2 separate regions of the Oryctolagus cuniculus genome follow, and region 2 is linked to region 1. The links are chromatin contacts, called in public Micro-C maps. All regions are on one chromosome and are shown on one strand. Each heading gives the region's core, a stretch centred on a gene start, on an enhancer-like site or on the middle of the called end of the contact. The rest is flanking DNA. Distances are from core to core; before and after follow the strand shown.

What was found. A called contact is a pair of places that touch in the nucleus more often than the background predicts.
Region 2: a Micro-C map of ear pinna shows a contact between it and region 1, with 1.7 times the contacts expected there. The contact joins the promoter of STON2 here to the enhancer-like site in region 1. A contact is called at or near these places in 2 of 6 Hi-C or Micro-C datasets (ear pinna and an unstated tissue).

What each region holds. Positions count from the first base shown.
Region 1 is chr20:27,237,703-27,245,512 of mOryCun1.1, forward strand. All of the region lies in intron 1 of STON2 (stonin 2), which reads right to left. Among named protein-coding and RNA genes, the nearest start is that of STON2, 40 kb to the right of the region's middle. Within about 2 kb of position 4,374, at least 1 of the 8 cell types and tissues checked has an H3K27ac peak or open chromatin away from gene starts, as enhancers often do. A contact at or near this core is called in ear pinna, where this site is marked.
Region 2 is chr20:27,277,259-27,285,068 of mOryCun1.1, forward strand. STON2 (stonin 2) reads right to left here and starts at 4,574. Exons shown (of 7, transcript XM_008271961.4): 1 at 4,395-4,574.

The DNA.
Region 1 (7,810 bases), core at 3,124-5,623:
CATTTATTAAATTATAATGGAACTTTGCTCATACCCAATCAGTCTGTGTGCTCCTGTGGGATCTTTTTCATGTGAAGGTCTACAACTCTTACAAGAGGATCTGGCAATTAATGCATATTATTAAATAAACAGGTAAATGAATGAATTAGTTTAAACACATAGACTCTTTTTAAAGATTTATTTATTTGAAAGACAGAGTTACAGAAACAGAGGGAGAGGCAGACAGACACAGAGAGAGATCTTTCATCTGCTGGTTCACTCCCTAAATGCCCACAATGGCTGGGGCTGGGCCAGGCTGAAGCCAGAAGGCAGCAGCTTAAACTGGGAGTCCCATGTGGATGCAAGGGCCCAAGAATTTGGGCCATCCTCTGCTGCTTTTGCAGCAGTACCACAGTGCCAGCCCCACACATAGATTCTTTAGGCTTTAAAATGGTAATGCTCAGGGCTAAGCCTCCGCCTATGGCGCCAGCATCCCATACAGACACCTGTTCCAGTCCTGGCTACTCCTCTTCTGATCCAGCTCTCTGCTATGGCCTGGGAAAGCAGTAGAAGATGGCCCAAGTGCTTGGGCCCCCGCACCTACACAGGAGACCCGGAAAAAGCTCCTGGCTCCTGGTTTTGGATTGGCCCAGGTCCGGACATTGTGGCCATTTGGGGGGTGAACCAGCAGACAAAAGACCTTTCTCTATGTCTCTCCCTCTCTCTGTAACTCTACCTCTCAAATAAGTAAACAAAATCTTAAAAGAAAAATTGGTAATGCTCAGGCTGGCATTGAAGCATAATGGGTTAAAGTACACCTGCAATCTAACATCTCAAACAGGCACCAGGTCAAGTCCCGGCTGCTACCCTTCCAACCCAGTTCCCTACTAATGCATCTGGGAAGGCAGCAGAAGATGGCCCAGGTGCTTGGGCCCCTGCACCCACGTGGAAGACCAGAAGAAACTCCTGGCTATTGGCTTCAGCGTGGCTAAGCCCTGGCCATTGTGGCCATTTAAGGAACGAACCAGTGGATGGAAGATATCTGTCTGTCTGTCTGTCTGTCTCTCTCTCTTTCTCTTCTTCTTCTTCTCTCTATAACTCTGCCTTTCAGATAAATCTTTAAAAAAAATGGTAATGTTTTAGGAAGGTTCATTTAAGTACTACATAGTTAAGGACAGAATCAATATATAAGGCAATATGCTCACTCCCTTTTCTCTTTGATGTAAAATTGTGATATTCAATCCCAATACCGCAGTTCCTACAACCAAGGACTAATGAAATGTGGCTAGCCCAAATTGAGTTGTTCTTTAAGGATAAAATATACATCCAGGGGCCAGCACTGTGGTGTAGTAGGTTAAGCCTCCACCTGTGATGCCAGCATCCCATATGGGTGCTGATTAGAGTCTCCGCTGCTTCTCTTCCAATTTATCTCCCTGCTGATGACCTGGGAAAGCAGTGGAAGATTGTCCAAGTGCTTGGGCCCCTGCATCCATGTGGGTGACCTGGAAGAAGCTCCTGGATCCTGGCTTTGGACTGGCCCAGCTCCGGCTGTTGTGGTCATTTGGGGAGTGAACCAGAGGATGGAAGACCTCTCTCTCTGTCTCTCCCTCTATCTCTGCCTCAAAAATAAATAAATAAATCTTTAAAAAATATTAACAGTACCTGTTTTAGTTTTTTAAAAATGGTGTTACTAAAAATTTTAAATTAAAGCATAGTTTGTGGTTCACTCCATATTTCTATTAGACAGCATCACTCTAAAGTAGTTTTTTCTTTTTTTTTTTTTTTTTTTTTTTTAATTCTTGTTTATGAAGGCTATTACTCTGGGCATACTTTTTTCTTCAAGGGGCAGGCATTTGGGGCAGTGCCAAGTTGTCACTTTGGATGCCCACATCCTATACTGGAGTGCCTTGTTTGAGCCCCAACTCCATTTCTGATTCTAGCTTCCTCCCAATGTACATACTGGGAAGCAGCAGGTGATGGCTAAAGGACTTGGATTCCTGCCACCTTCTTGGGAAACATGATGGAGTTCCAGGCTCCAGACTTCACCCAGGGTCAGCCACAGCTGTTGCAAGCAGGTGGGAGATCTCATGATTTCAATTCTCTCTCTCTTCCCCACCCCCCAATAAAACAAAAATAAATAACTTTAAAAGGACTTTCTTTTAAAGATTTCTTTAGTTTATTTGAAAGAGTTACAGAGAGAGAAGGAGAAACCAAGATAAAGATCTTCCATCTGCAGCTTCACTCCCCAGATGGCTTCAATGGCCAGAGTTAGGTCAGGCCAAAGTCAGGAGCCAGGAGCCTCCTCCTGGTCTACCACATGGGTACAGGGGCCCAAGCAATTGGGCTGTCCTCTGCTGCCTTCCCAGGCACATTAGCAAGGAGCTGGATGGGATGTGGAGCAGCTAGGACTTGAACAGGTGTTCATATTGGATGTCAGCATCGCAGGCAGTTGCCCTACCCACTGTGCCACAAGACCGGCCCCAAAATGATCTAGTTTTTAAAAAGAACTTAGCCTTCAGCAGTATTTTGTCTTTTAGTCTGAACATTCCTAATGAGGACCTGATCCTAATTCTCCACACATAAAGTATCATTTTTTCCAACTGCTTTCAAAATTTTCGGTTTTTAGCAATTAACTATGGTGTTATCTAGAGGTGGTCTTCTTAGAACTCATTCTATTTAAAGTTTATAGAATTTACTGAAAATGTATGACAATGTTTTCACTAAATTTGGCAAAATTCAGTCACTGTTTCTTTAAATATTTTTCTGTGTCTTCTATTGATCTGTCTTCAAGTTTACTGATTCTTCTGTCATCTCCCTTCTATAAGCTTATCCTGTGCATTTCATCTTACTCAAGATGTTCAGTCTAGAATTTTCACTTGATTCATTTTGTTTCTTTTTCTCTGCTGAGATGCTTACATATTCCCTCGTTGTAAGAATATTTTTTTTTAGCTCTTCGAATAATTTCGAATAATTTGATAGCTTTTTGCTTTTTTTTTTTTTTTTTTTTTTTTTTTTTTTTGACAGGCAGAGTGGACAGTGAGAGAGAGAAACAGAGAGAAAGGTCTTCCTTTTGCCGTTGGGTCACCCCCCAATGGCCGTCGCGGCCAGCGCACTGGGGCCGGCACACCGCACTGATCCGAAGGCAGGAGCCAGGTGCTTCTCCTGCTCTCCCATGGGGTGCAGGGCCCAAGCACTTGGGCCATCCTCCACTGCACTCCCTGGCCACAGCAGAGAGCTGGCCTGGAAGAGGGGCAACCAGGACAGAATCCGGTGCCCCGACCGGGACTAGAACCTGGTGTGCCGGCGCCACAGGTGGAGGATTAGCCTAGTGAGCCGCGGCACCAGCCACAATAGCTGTTTTAAAGGTTTTGTGTGCTATATCTAACATCTCAGCCACTTGATATTAGTTTCTATTGACTGTTTTTTTCCTTGACTATGAGTAATATTTTTTCTATTTCTTTGTATACCTAATGGCTATTGATAATACAGAAAAGACATTTTGAACCCAATTTTCACCTGAAGAGCAACGATTTTCATTCTAGCAAGAAGTTTGACACTGGCTGCCCATCCTGAGCTTAGTTTTTTACTTTGCTAGACTGATTTCTTTCCTAAGCCCCTCTAATTGCTGCATGACTCAATTTCTAAACTATCTCTCATGCAGATCTCAACAGGACTGGGTTCTAAGCTTTAATAGCGTTACTCCATAAAGGGAATCGTCTGACCACATCCACAGCCTAACTCTGGCCTCTGCCTCTTTTTGGAAACAGTTATATACTCATATTGGCACACAGCCACACACATTAGCTTATACACTGCCAATGGTTGCTTTTGATCTACAACAGCATAGTTGAATAACTGTAACAAATACTGTAGGAATCACTGGGACAAAAATAATTGCTGGTCAATAATAACAATGATGATGATGATAATAATGATAATTACTACTGGCCCATTATAGAACAAAAATCTACAAATCTTGCTAGAGAACACTGTCCTTACCTTCAAGGAAAAGACTTCCTATCTTAGCTAAATGCTTGAGATGCCAATAAGGTATTAACAGTCTTCCAACAGTGCCTGGGCTGGATCACCAACGTACCTTAGTTTCACCTAACTTCTAGTACCTCTGTGCTAATCTCAATCCTGGAATGGCCGCCGTTCATAAGCTTTATATGGTTTCAGTTCGTAGCTCCCCTTCTCCACACAACTCTGTCTCCTCTGTTACCCTGCTACGATTTGAATATGGCTTGTTTCTCAAAGGTTTACTATGCTAGAGGCTTGGTCTCCAGTGTGATGGCCTTGTGGTGGCAGAAACTTTAACAAGCAGGGACCCAGTGGAAGGTAATTTATCAGAGGAGCCTCATGCTTGTGAATGGATGAACGCTATCTCTCAACAGGATCATTATAAAGCGAGGCCACCCCGTGCCTTGGCCCGTTGGTGCGGGCAGTGGTTCCCTCTCTGTTTCTCCAGTGTAATTGTGATGCAGCCAAGGGGCCCTTACCAGGATGAAAGTGCTCTGCTGTTTGGACCCTCCAGTCACTAGAATCCTGAGCCAAATTAGCCCCTTTTCTTTAAACATTACCAAGCAGCAAGTACTTGGTTAGAGCAACAAGCAGACCAAGACATGCCCTGTCCTGCAGATTCCAGCTGCTTCAATTGCTTCAAATTCTGATCTTTGTCTCCCAGCTCAACAGGACTGCTGGGCTTGGCTTAGACTGCAGCTGGCTACTGGAAGCCAGCCCAGTGATAGTCTGACGGGCTCACCTCAGGAGATTTTCTCCCCTCAGGATGGGAAATCTCGTGCTGTCTATTGAACAATGCCTGAAAACTGTTGCCTCAAACGTGTTGCTCTTTTGCAGTTGCTTACTGGAGAAGGGTCAGTTTGTTACCGGTTGGTTATAGCCAGAATTGGAAGTTCTCCTCTGGAACATTTCTTTCTGGCTAGTGTTCACTTTTAAAAAGAGAAAAAGACCAGTCCAGTTAATCTTTAATGTCTAATGTCCTGGAAATTTCTTAGAAGACTTATAGGAGTTTTATAAATTATGTAAGACTCAAAGAAGGGTTTCATACAACCTTACAGATTAATTCCATTCCTACAGAGTTGGGACAATGTTCTATTTTATTAGGTTATTTACATTATATAACACAAAAAATATTGCCTGGCTAGTGATTTAAAAGAAGTTGATTAGTCCTTGGGCATCAAATGATCCTTTTTTTCCACATGCATTCAAATAGACAGCACTATTGAAAATCTCTGTATCTACTTGTTGGACTTTTAGGTCACTGGCAAAAATTATGCAGCCATCTGTTTGGAGTTTACAAAGAAACAATCTTAAACTAGATCCTAGTATCAACCCCAAAACCCCAAGTAAGGTCATGGTTTTTTCCTGATCAAGGACAAACATCCAAAGGTCAAAAGGAAAATTAGGAATATGGGAAGAACGGAAAAAAGTAAGACTATACAGAATATGTGATTTCTTTAGTTTTCTTCTAAGGCAAGATATTCAACTAACTTACTGAGCATTAACTATGCATTCAGAATTCTACATAGTAAGTACAATGATGTACAAGCATGATTTTATACTCTGAGACCTCTGTCACAGTGGGCTACAGAAAACCACAACAATTTAATCAGGAAGTTGAAGTAATCATTTTGCTTGCTTCATAAGTTCTTAGAATAAACAAAAGCCTTGAAGGACCCATTACCCCCATGAGAAAGATCTAAATCAGTTTAAAGTCTTGGAATACCATTTCTCTTCCCTTTCCTTTTTCCACATTCCTTTCCTTTATAAAAGAACACAGGTCTTATTAAGAACTGAACAGAGTTCACTGAAGAATGTGCACACACACTCCCACATACACATTATTTTCAATAATAGATGTCTTGATGCTCCTAGAGAAAAAGGAGCGACAATGGTTGTTTGCTCTTCTTATCTCAATCTTTTCTTTCCTTCTTTCACTTAAATATTCCATTCATTAAAGACAGAAGGAGGCTGGGGCCAGGCACTGTGCCATAGCAGGTGAAGCCCCTGCTTGCAGTGCTACCATCCCATTTGGGCGCCAGTTCGAGTCCCCACTGCTCCACTTCTGATTCAGCTCTCTGCTATGGCCTGGGGAAGCAGAAGAAGACGGCCCAAGTCCTTGGGCCCCTGCACCCACATGGGAGGTCAAGAAGCTCCTGGCTCCGGCTTCTGGCTTTGGATCGGCACAGCTCCGGCAGTTGCGGCCAGCTGGGGAGTGAATCAGCGGATGGAAGACCTCTCTCCCTCTCTCTCCCTCTCCCTTTCACACTCTCTCTCTCTCTCTCTCTCTCTCTGCCTCTTTCTCTGAGTAACTCTGACTTCCAAATACATAAACATATTTTTTTTTGACAGGTAGAGTTACAGACGAGAGAGAGAGACAGAGAGAAAGGTCTTCTTTCCGTTGGTTCAACCCCCAAATGGCGCTACAGCTGGCGCTGCACCAATCTGAAGCCAGGAGCCAGGTGCTTCCTCCTGGTCTCCCATGCGGCTACAGGGGCCCAAGTACCTGAGCCATCCTCCACTGCCTTCCCAGGCCACAGCAGAGAGCTGGACTAGAAGAAGAGCAACCGGGACTAGAACCCAGTGCTCATATGGGATGCTGGCACCGCATGTGGAGGATTAACCAAGTGAGCCACGGCACCAGCCCCAATACATAAATATATCTTTAAAAAAAAAAATAAGAAGGAGGTTGACTAGGTTGACTACTGTTGAATCAATATCTCTACCTGAAAGCAAAGGTATATGAGGAAAAAACTCCAGTAAGAACATGCTACATTCCAACAATAGACAGCATCTATCCATGATTCTACACGACCTAACCTCTACTCTTTTTCTTGTTCAATCACATGTACACACCATACTCCTCTCTCCCTAGGTGTCCTTTCCCTTTCTAAAGTGCCTTTACGCATGTATGGGCATGTGTGTATATTTGTGTGTGTCTGTGTCTGCATACACATACACATAATGTGACTATATTTACAGTTTTATGTACATGTATATCCCAGGATTATAATTTTAAAATATTCTATTGTGTGATTTTTTTTTTCAAATAAATAACCCTGATGGCTTTGATATCCAAAAATTCTATAGCCCCACATTCAGACTCAAGGATCAAACCCAGGCTTGGCTAGAGAAACAAGCTAGGGGGACAGCGCTGTGGCACAGTGGGTTAATGCCCTGGCCTGAAGCACTGGCATCCCATATGGGTACCGGTTCAAGTCTCACCTGCTCCACTTCCAATCCAGCTCTCTGCTGTGGCCTGGGAAAGCAGTAGAAGATGGCCCAACTCCTTGATCCCCTGCACCTGCATGGGAGACCCAGAAGAAGCTCCTGGCTCCTGGCTTTGGATAGGCACAGCTCCAGCCGTTGTGGCCAACTGTAGAGTGAACCATCAGATGGAAGACCTCTCTCTCTCTCTCTCCCTCTCTCTCTCTGCCTCTCCTCTCTCTGTGTAACTCTGACTTTCAAATAAATAAACAAATCTTTAAAAAAAAATAAACAGGGTAGGCATTGCTTCTGACCTTTGGTGCATTCCTGAGGCAGTGACCTTGAATGACATCCTGGCCCCTAAACAGTGTGTCACATTAGTGAATGGCCTCATAGGAGGTCAGGCTTTAGTTTGCAGAACACTTTCCAATCCCTTGAAATTTTAGAAAAGACAGGATTACTCCATCGTGGAAATGCATCTTGGTTTACCACAATGTCCTATCTTTGGAATGAGGACACTAGTATTTTGCTAATACAAAGGTGTGGAGTTAGTGTGAATAATTTCTTTTCATCTTTGTTTTAGAGCCATGAGTCTATCATTTCA
Region 2 (7,810 bases), core at 3,324-5,823, 40 kb after region 1:
TTCTCAGCCGGCGCCGTGGCTCAATAGGCTAATCCTCCACCTTGCGGCGCCGGCACACCGGGTTCTAGTCCCGGTCGGGGCGCCGGATTCTGTCCCGGTTGCCCCTCTTCCAGGCCAGCTCTCTGCTATGGCCAGGGAGTGCAGTGGAGGATGGCCCAGGTGCTTGGGCCCTGCACCCCATGGGAGACCAGGAAAAGCACCTGGCTCCTGGCTCCTGCCATCGGATCAGCGCGGTGCGCCGGCTGCAGCGGCGGCCATTGGAGGGTGAACCAACGGCAAAGGAAGACCTTTCTCTCTCTGTCTCTCTCTCTCACTGTCCACTCTGCCTATCAAAAAAAAAAAAAAAAATGCTCATTCTCAGGCTCTACCCCAGATTCAGAAACTTGTGCAAGGCAAGAATCTGCCACTGTCTCTAAGTCTCCACCTGATCCTCATATATGAGTTAGAGAACTGCTGCTTTAGATGCCATGACAAAAGAACAACTTTAAGAGGAGGCAGCTTGTGCAGAAGACAAGCCATTCACATGCCAAATGAATAATTCTCCCAAAATTTCAAGTCACGTGACAGTGACAGCGAGAACAGAGGCTGCTGTACCCATTCTGGCCCTCATCATCTCTTGTCTTCAGTCTCACCTGTTTCAAGCTTCTCTCTACATTGCCTCTAGAGATGTGTTCTGAAGGTCTGATGTTGTCAAACCTGGTATTACAACCCTTCAGTGGCTGCTCCTTGTCCGTAGGATACAGTTCCAAGCCCTAGCACATGACCCAGGGCACTTCATCATCTGCCTCTGGGTTATTTCCCTGACTAGTTTCCTCAGCACCTTCTCTCCTCCTCAGACACACCTTGTTCTCTGCAGGAAGCATATACTTCCCATATGTCCCAGACTTGGTCATAGGACTTATCTTGGAAAGTAGGGTGACAGCTCCTACTTGTGAGCAGACATTAAGTGCCATAGTTTTCTTCTCTTTCACCTTTTGCCATAACAAGATCAGCACTGTCCCAGAGAGACAGAAGCTGTTTTTAAAGCCTCAGTGTGGGGTAGGTATTAACCACAACTTGGAATGCCCATATCAGAGTGCTGGTTCAAGTTCTGACTACTCTGCTTACAATCAGGCTTCCTGCTGGTGTGCCTGGGAGGGCAGTGGATGGTGGCCCATTCGCTTGGGTCATTGCCACCTTCACAGGAAACCCAGGTGTTGTTCTAGAATCCTGGCTTCAGTCTGGCCCAGTCCCAGCTGTTGTAGGCTTCTGGGGAGTGAAGTACTGGATAGAAGAGCTGAGCTCTATCCCTGTTTCTCCCTCTGTCTCTCTGTCATTCTGCCTCTCAAATAAAAATTTTAAAAAGTCTCCATGGGCCCCAGAACCAAGGTGAAGAGCAGAAGCATGCCTGACCTACATGGCACAAGCAGCGTAAGTGGGAAACCAACTTGTGTTATTGTAAACCACTGAGGTTTGGCGGTTGTTTGTTAACTTAAATAGGCTATGATAGCACCTGTGATTATTGCGCTGTCTAGAATGTCTTCTCCCCCTGCCACCCTTCCTTGCAATCCCATCTCACCCTTCTCTGACAACAGACATCCTCATCCTTCTACACTCAGCTCAAGTGTCAGTCCTCAATCAAGTCTTTTCACCTTTCCTAGGTAAAACTGATCACTCGCACCTTTAGGATCTCCTCTAGATGTGACAGAACTGTAACCCCAGCAAATGTGCTAGAATTTTCCATAATCCTTAGAACAACCTTTCTAAAAACACCTGCAATAATAATGTGAGTCCACATTTTACAGAGTGGGAGACTTTGACTCAGAAAAGTGAAGGAAGTTGTCCAAGTTTCCTGGTCTCGGTCAGAGCCAGAGCTCTTACCAGGTGTCTCTGAACTCTGCAGTCTTTGCCCTGCTCTACAACTCCCCAAACAAGCTTTCAGATCCTCCACTCACTTGGAGAAAGTAAAAGTCTCTTCATTAACAACTGAAAGGACTGTCTCATTAATAAGAAGCCTGAAAGATTTGCATCTGAGAGTGGCTTTCTTACCCCAGAGAAGGTAATCATTTTCTTGGTGGATAAACAGATTCTAAGGCTCAGGCTAAGGTGCTGGCCACCCTAGAGAGCTGGGGCATTTTGTCTATCAGGCTATGGTGGCTATTGGGAGACATTCCCACTGATATCCCCTAGGGGACCTCTGCGAAGGTCCTTGTGAGTTTGTTACAGGGTGGGAGGCAAGGAGCAGAGGGTTCAAAACTTCAAGCAGGTCTGTTACATGTTGGTATTTCAAGTCTTAAAAAGAAAAAAATGAAAGGGGCCAAATGTTTATTTACATCTTGAGATTAAACAAGGAAAGGAAAATGACACAGTGGCAGAACACTGAACCAGACCACCCAGGTCAGACATGGGAACCCACACCTAAAAGTAGCAACTGCAATTTGAGGCTTCCAGGCATTTTGTCCTATGGTTTAGTCTTTCTCTCTCTCTCTCTCTCTCTCTCTCTCTCTCTCCTTCTCTCTCTCTCTCTCTCTCTCTCTCTCTCTCTCTCACACACACACACACACACACACACACACTTTGTTTAAGGGAGAAGTGGAAAGTATAAAAACTTTCAAATATTTTTCTCCAAATTAGCCATATTAGTGAAACAGGAATATTTTTAAAAGTACTACATTCTTGTTACATGACATGCACACTAATTTTTACAAAGCTTTCCTCTGTTTCTAGCTGGAATGCACTTATCTCTCTCACTATTTGAATGGAGCAGCTTTTCTTTTTCTACCCCCAACACTCACCTCAGGGTACATAACCTTTAAAAGATACCATCAGTAACATTAATAACAGCATTTTTCCCTTCAAGTGTAGAAGGCTGTTCAGAGCTCCAGGTGGTTGCCGGGCCAGTTTGGACGCGTCTGATTCAGTCTTTAAAAGACCATTCACTCCATATAATAAATAATAAAAGCCAGCATTTATTGAGTACTTAGCACTGTGATTGTTGTGAGCACTGGCCCACACAATCCTCAAAACAATGCTATCAGGCCAGTGCAATTATTATCGCCACTTTCCAGATTAAGAGAGTGAGGCACACAGCAGGAAGCATGGGGGATGGAGGGCGGCCAGCAGCTGCTCAAGACCAGGTTAATGATTCACTCACAGCCCTCAGGCAGCTCCTCTCAGTAGCAACTGTACCTGGCAGAGCATGTCCCCATGCACCTGTGTCCACACACACACAACTGACACAACCTCACAAACACAGACTTACTCACAGTTACACACACAGCCATACACACATAGTTATCTCACAGTTACACGTCACACACACAATCACAGCCATACAAAACACACAATCATCACAGTCAGTTACCTCAGTTACCCACATGCCACACAGCTATACACACAATCACAGCCACACACAAACCTCAGTCACACACACACACACCAGCCATACAGTCACACATGTGCAGTTACCTGTTACCCATATGCCACACAGCCACACACACACAGCCACACACAAACCTCACAGTCACACACACACACACACCAGCCATACAGTCACACATGTGCAGTTACCCAGTACCCACATGCCACACAGCCACACACAAACCTCACACACACACAGCCATACACACAATCACAGCCACACACACACCTCACACACACACTCACACACAACAGCCATACAGGCACACATGTGCACACACAGTTACCTCAACAGTTACACACACAGATGCCACACAGCCATACACAACACACACACGAACACAGCCATACACACAGCAACACACACGCAGTCATCCACAAACCCACGGTCACACACACGCACGCACAGGCTCATCTTCAACTCTCCACAACCCCGCGAGGGGCGGGCGTCCGGCAAATCGCTTGGCAACGCGCATAGAAACTCCGTCCAACGCCCGGCGTCCAGGCCGCCTCTGGGCGCTGTCCAGCGGGCAGCGCGCCTGGGAGGCCAGGAGGGGGTCCAGTCCCGGACACCCCGAAGGTGGGGCGCGACGCCAAGCAGGAGTTTCAGGCGCGAGGGGTGGGGGGAAGAGGCACCGTCCCCGGAGACACCTGTTGTCGCCTCCTCACTTGGCCCAGCGGAGCCGTCAGGGCGATCCAGATCCCTGAGGACGGCACCCGGTGGCAAACAGTGCCGTGTACCGGTGCGGGGGTCGCAGGTGTCTCTCCCACCCCCACCTGCCCGCCTCACCGGACTCACCTCATCCACTCCCAATCCCGGACGCCCGCAGCCGGCGGGAAGGTGGCGCCAGCCGGTGGCTCCAGCCGCGGCACTGGGGGCGCAAGGGGACGCCAAGCAGCCCCGCGGCGCTAGGACCTCGCGGCCGGCCAGCCCCCAGCCAGCTCCACCTGCGGGGCCCCTCCGGGGGACGCGCCCGCACTCGGGGCTCAGTTACCTGCAACGCCGCCCGCAGGGTCCCACGACGCGTCGGCCGGGAAGTCGCCGTGGAAGAGCCGGCTCGTCCGGCCCGGGGGACCCCGCCGCCCGGCTGCTCTCGCTGCGCTGCCTCCGGCCGCAGCGCCGCCGTCGGCTCCCGACTCCCGGGCTCGCTCCGCGCCCACCGGCTCCCGGCGCCGCTCCCGCCGCTCCTGATTGGCCGCGGCGCGCACCCGAGCCGCGCCCTGATTGGAGAGTGGGCGCCAGGGCGGTGGGAGGGGGCGGGGCTCCGTCGGGATCAGCTCCCCCAGCCTGGGACGCTGCAGCCCCGCGGTGCACCGCGGCGCTCGGAACCGAAGCTGAAGCCGGTGTCCGGTCCACTCTGTGCGGAGAAGACTGCGGGTCGTCCCAGCGCTGACAGGAGCTGGAAGCGTTGCTTCGCGTGAAACGGGTGTGGCGGGGAATGGGGGCTGCCCAAGAGTCCCCCAGCCCCGCGGGCTTGTTGTCGGAGACCTCCGGGCGCAGGGGGCATCGCGGCCCTGACCTCACCCCTGCTGAAGGCTTTGACTAAATGGTCGTGTCTGAGACCCTTCGCTGTGCGGCGGGCGTGGGGTTCAGGGCAGCAGCTTGTAAATATTGGGGGCCAAGCAGGCTTGTGTACTCGCTCAGCTTGTACCACACTCGGTCGCTGTGGGGTCCTGCCAGCGCTCGCGGAGGGGAAGCGACTTGTCCGAGGTCCTAATCATGTCAATGAATTATTAAGAACTCTGCGCTATGTGTTGTGGGGGAGAGAGAGACAGAAAGTGATCTTCATTTGCGAAGAACTTAGTACCTGGCCAAGGAAATGAGGCTGAAATAATAATGATCCTAACATTTCCATGGCACATTCTACTTGCCAGGCACTGGTCCGTCCAGGAGACATCTCCCTCCTCCCCTGCCCCCTCAGAAATATAGGACAAGGCTGTCAAAACCGACACTAGTTCTGAGTTTGGGAGGGATTCTCATCAGAAAAACGTACCAGGAGAATCTCCACACAGCGGTGGAGAGGCACCACTTGTTAGAACAAAGAGGAAGTATGGGGAATTATAGTTCCCATCTGCCATCACTTCTCTCATAGTTCTTTAAAAAAAATTTTAAATGTAGAGACAAAGACAGAAACACACAACTAGTTTACTTCCCAGTTGCCAGCAACAGAAAGAACTGGGCCCAGTAGAAACTAGGAGTACAGAACTCAATCCACATGGGTGGCAGGGGTCCAGCCAGAACTATCATTGCATTAGCAGGAAGCTGGAGTCAGGAGCTGGAACCTAGTATCCTACCTACCCAGTGCTCTGATGTGAGATGCCAACGCCTGTAACTACCAGCCCAAACACCCATTCCTCAGACTTATCCTTAATTCCATGTTCATGAGCTTTTTCAAGTACCCTCATAATAACTTAAAATATGTAGCAATTTTTCTTTTTTTTTAATTTTTATTTGACAGGCAGAGTTATAGACAGTGAGAGAGAGACAGAGAGAAAGGTCTTCCTTCTGTTGGTTCACTCTCCAAAGCCAGGAGCCGGGTGCCTCCTCCCGGTCTCCCATGCGGGTGCAGGGACCCTAGCACCTGGGCCATCCTCCACTGCCCTCCTGGGCCACAGCAGAGAGCTGGACTTGGAAGAGGAGCAACCAGGACTAGAACCTGGGGTGACGGCACCGCAGGCGGAGGATTAGCCAAGTGAGCCACGGTGCTGGCCTGTAGCAATTTTTCTAAAAGTGTTTTCCCCTAGTTTCATTCCCCTATATTGACAAAGCCTTTGAGTGAGAAATGTGGCTTGGTACACAAGTAGTTAAAGACACAAGCAAAAGCCACCTTGACCCTAACATCTGAATAGCCCTGCTTCCTACATTAAGGTGAGATTAAAGACTTTTGCTTTGAGGAGCCTATGACTAGGAGGAAATTAGCTCAGTGTTCTTCAGTTCATGTCGGTGGACAAAGAGTTGCTTCATGTTCCACAGAAAGCGCGGATAGGGTATGTGTTGAGCCTCACCTGGGTGGAACACCAGGGCACAGTAGGATGTAGACCAGGTGAGGGAACTTGCCTCACTGGCATCTCCTTCCAAGCACCAGAAGCACATGGAGCCATGCGCCGTTAATTCTGGTTGTTCACTTTCCATAGCTGTGGCTTTTGCCGGAGCAGAAGTTCCATTTAGTTTGGTCATCCCATCACTCAAAGAAGAGAAGCTGCCTCAGTAAGAGAACGAGGCTGCCCAGAGCAGGTTTGTCAAACTGCTCAAGGCCGGTCGCATCACTCTACCCTCCGTTCAAGGAGGACGAATGAAAGGAGGATGATGAGGTTAGGAAGTATCGGACCCCAGCACAGCCGTCCTGGAATCTGCAAGTCAGGAACCGCTTGTGTACTGGCCAGTCCTCTGTGTCATGCTTTCATTGGTTCTGCCTCCTGCATCATATTTATTTTCTGTCAACCACCAGTTAATGCTCGAGTCTCAGCTGAAATAGCCCTTTCTCGCTGAGGCCTTCACTGCCAAAAAAAAAAAAAAAGGTAGGGAACCTCTTGCTTGGGTTGCGTTCCCACCACAGCAGCATCAAACGGCCACGTTCTGGGGCTCTCTTTCCTTAGCCATCTTTCCAACCAGACTGGGCCTCACTTGACAATGCCTGGCTTAGAAGTGGAACAGAGTCAACACTCCAAAGACATGAATTGACCGACTAAAATCCTTGAAAGGTCAAAAGGGTGGCATTAAGGGCTGGCCACACACCTATCCTGGACCCTGAAGTCCCAGGCTGAATGCATATTTGGTGAAGTCAAAATGACCATCCATCCAGTGCAGCAGTGCATAGTGTATAGGTGCGTCTAGACACTTTCGGGTAAAGAAAAAATGAACTCTTTCTTCATTGTGCCCAAGATGAAACAATGCAGCTAATTTAGAAAACAGTTTGACAGTTCCTCCAACAGGTAAAGTTACCATATGACCCAGTAGTTCCACTCCTAGGTATATACCTAAAAGAATAGAAAACATATGCCACACAACCTTACTTGAATGTTACACACCATTATTCATCATAGCTTAACTACAGAAACAACCTAACTGCCATCAGCTGATGATAGGTAAAACGTAGTGGAACCATATCCCAGAATACTGCTCAGCCATAAAAATGAATGAAATACTAATACCTGCCACAAAATGGATGAATCCTATAAACATTAAGTGAAAAAGACCAGAAATAAAAGACCACATACTATATGATTCTATTTATGTGAAATACCCAGACTAGGCAAATTCACAGAGACAGAAAGCAGATTAATGGTTGCTAAGGGGTTGGGAGAAAGATTAATGTGGAGGGACTACTTAATGGAAGTGAGGTTCTCTTTTGGAGTGATGAAAATTTTCTGTAATTAGATGGTGGTTATAGTTTAACAACTTTGTGAATAT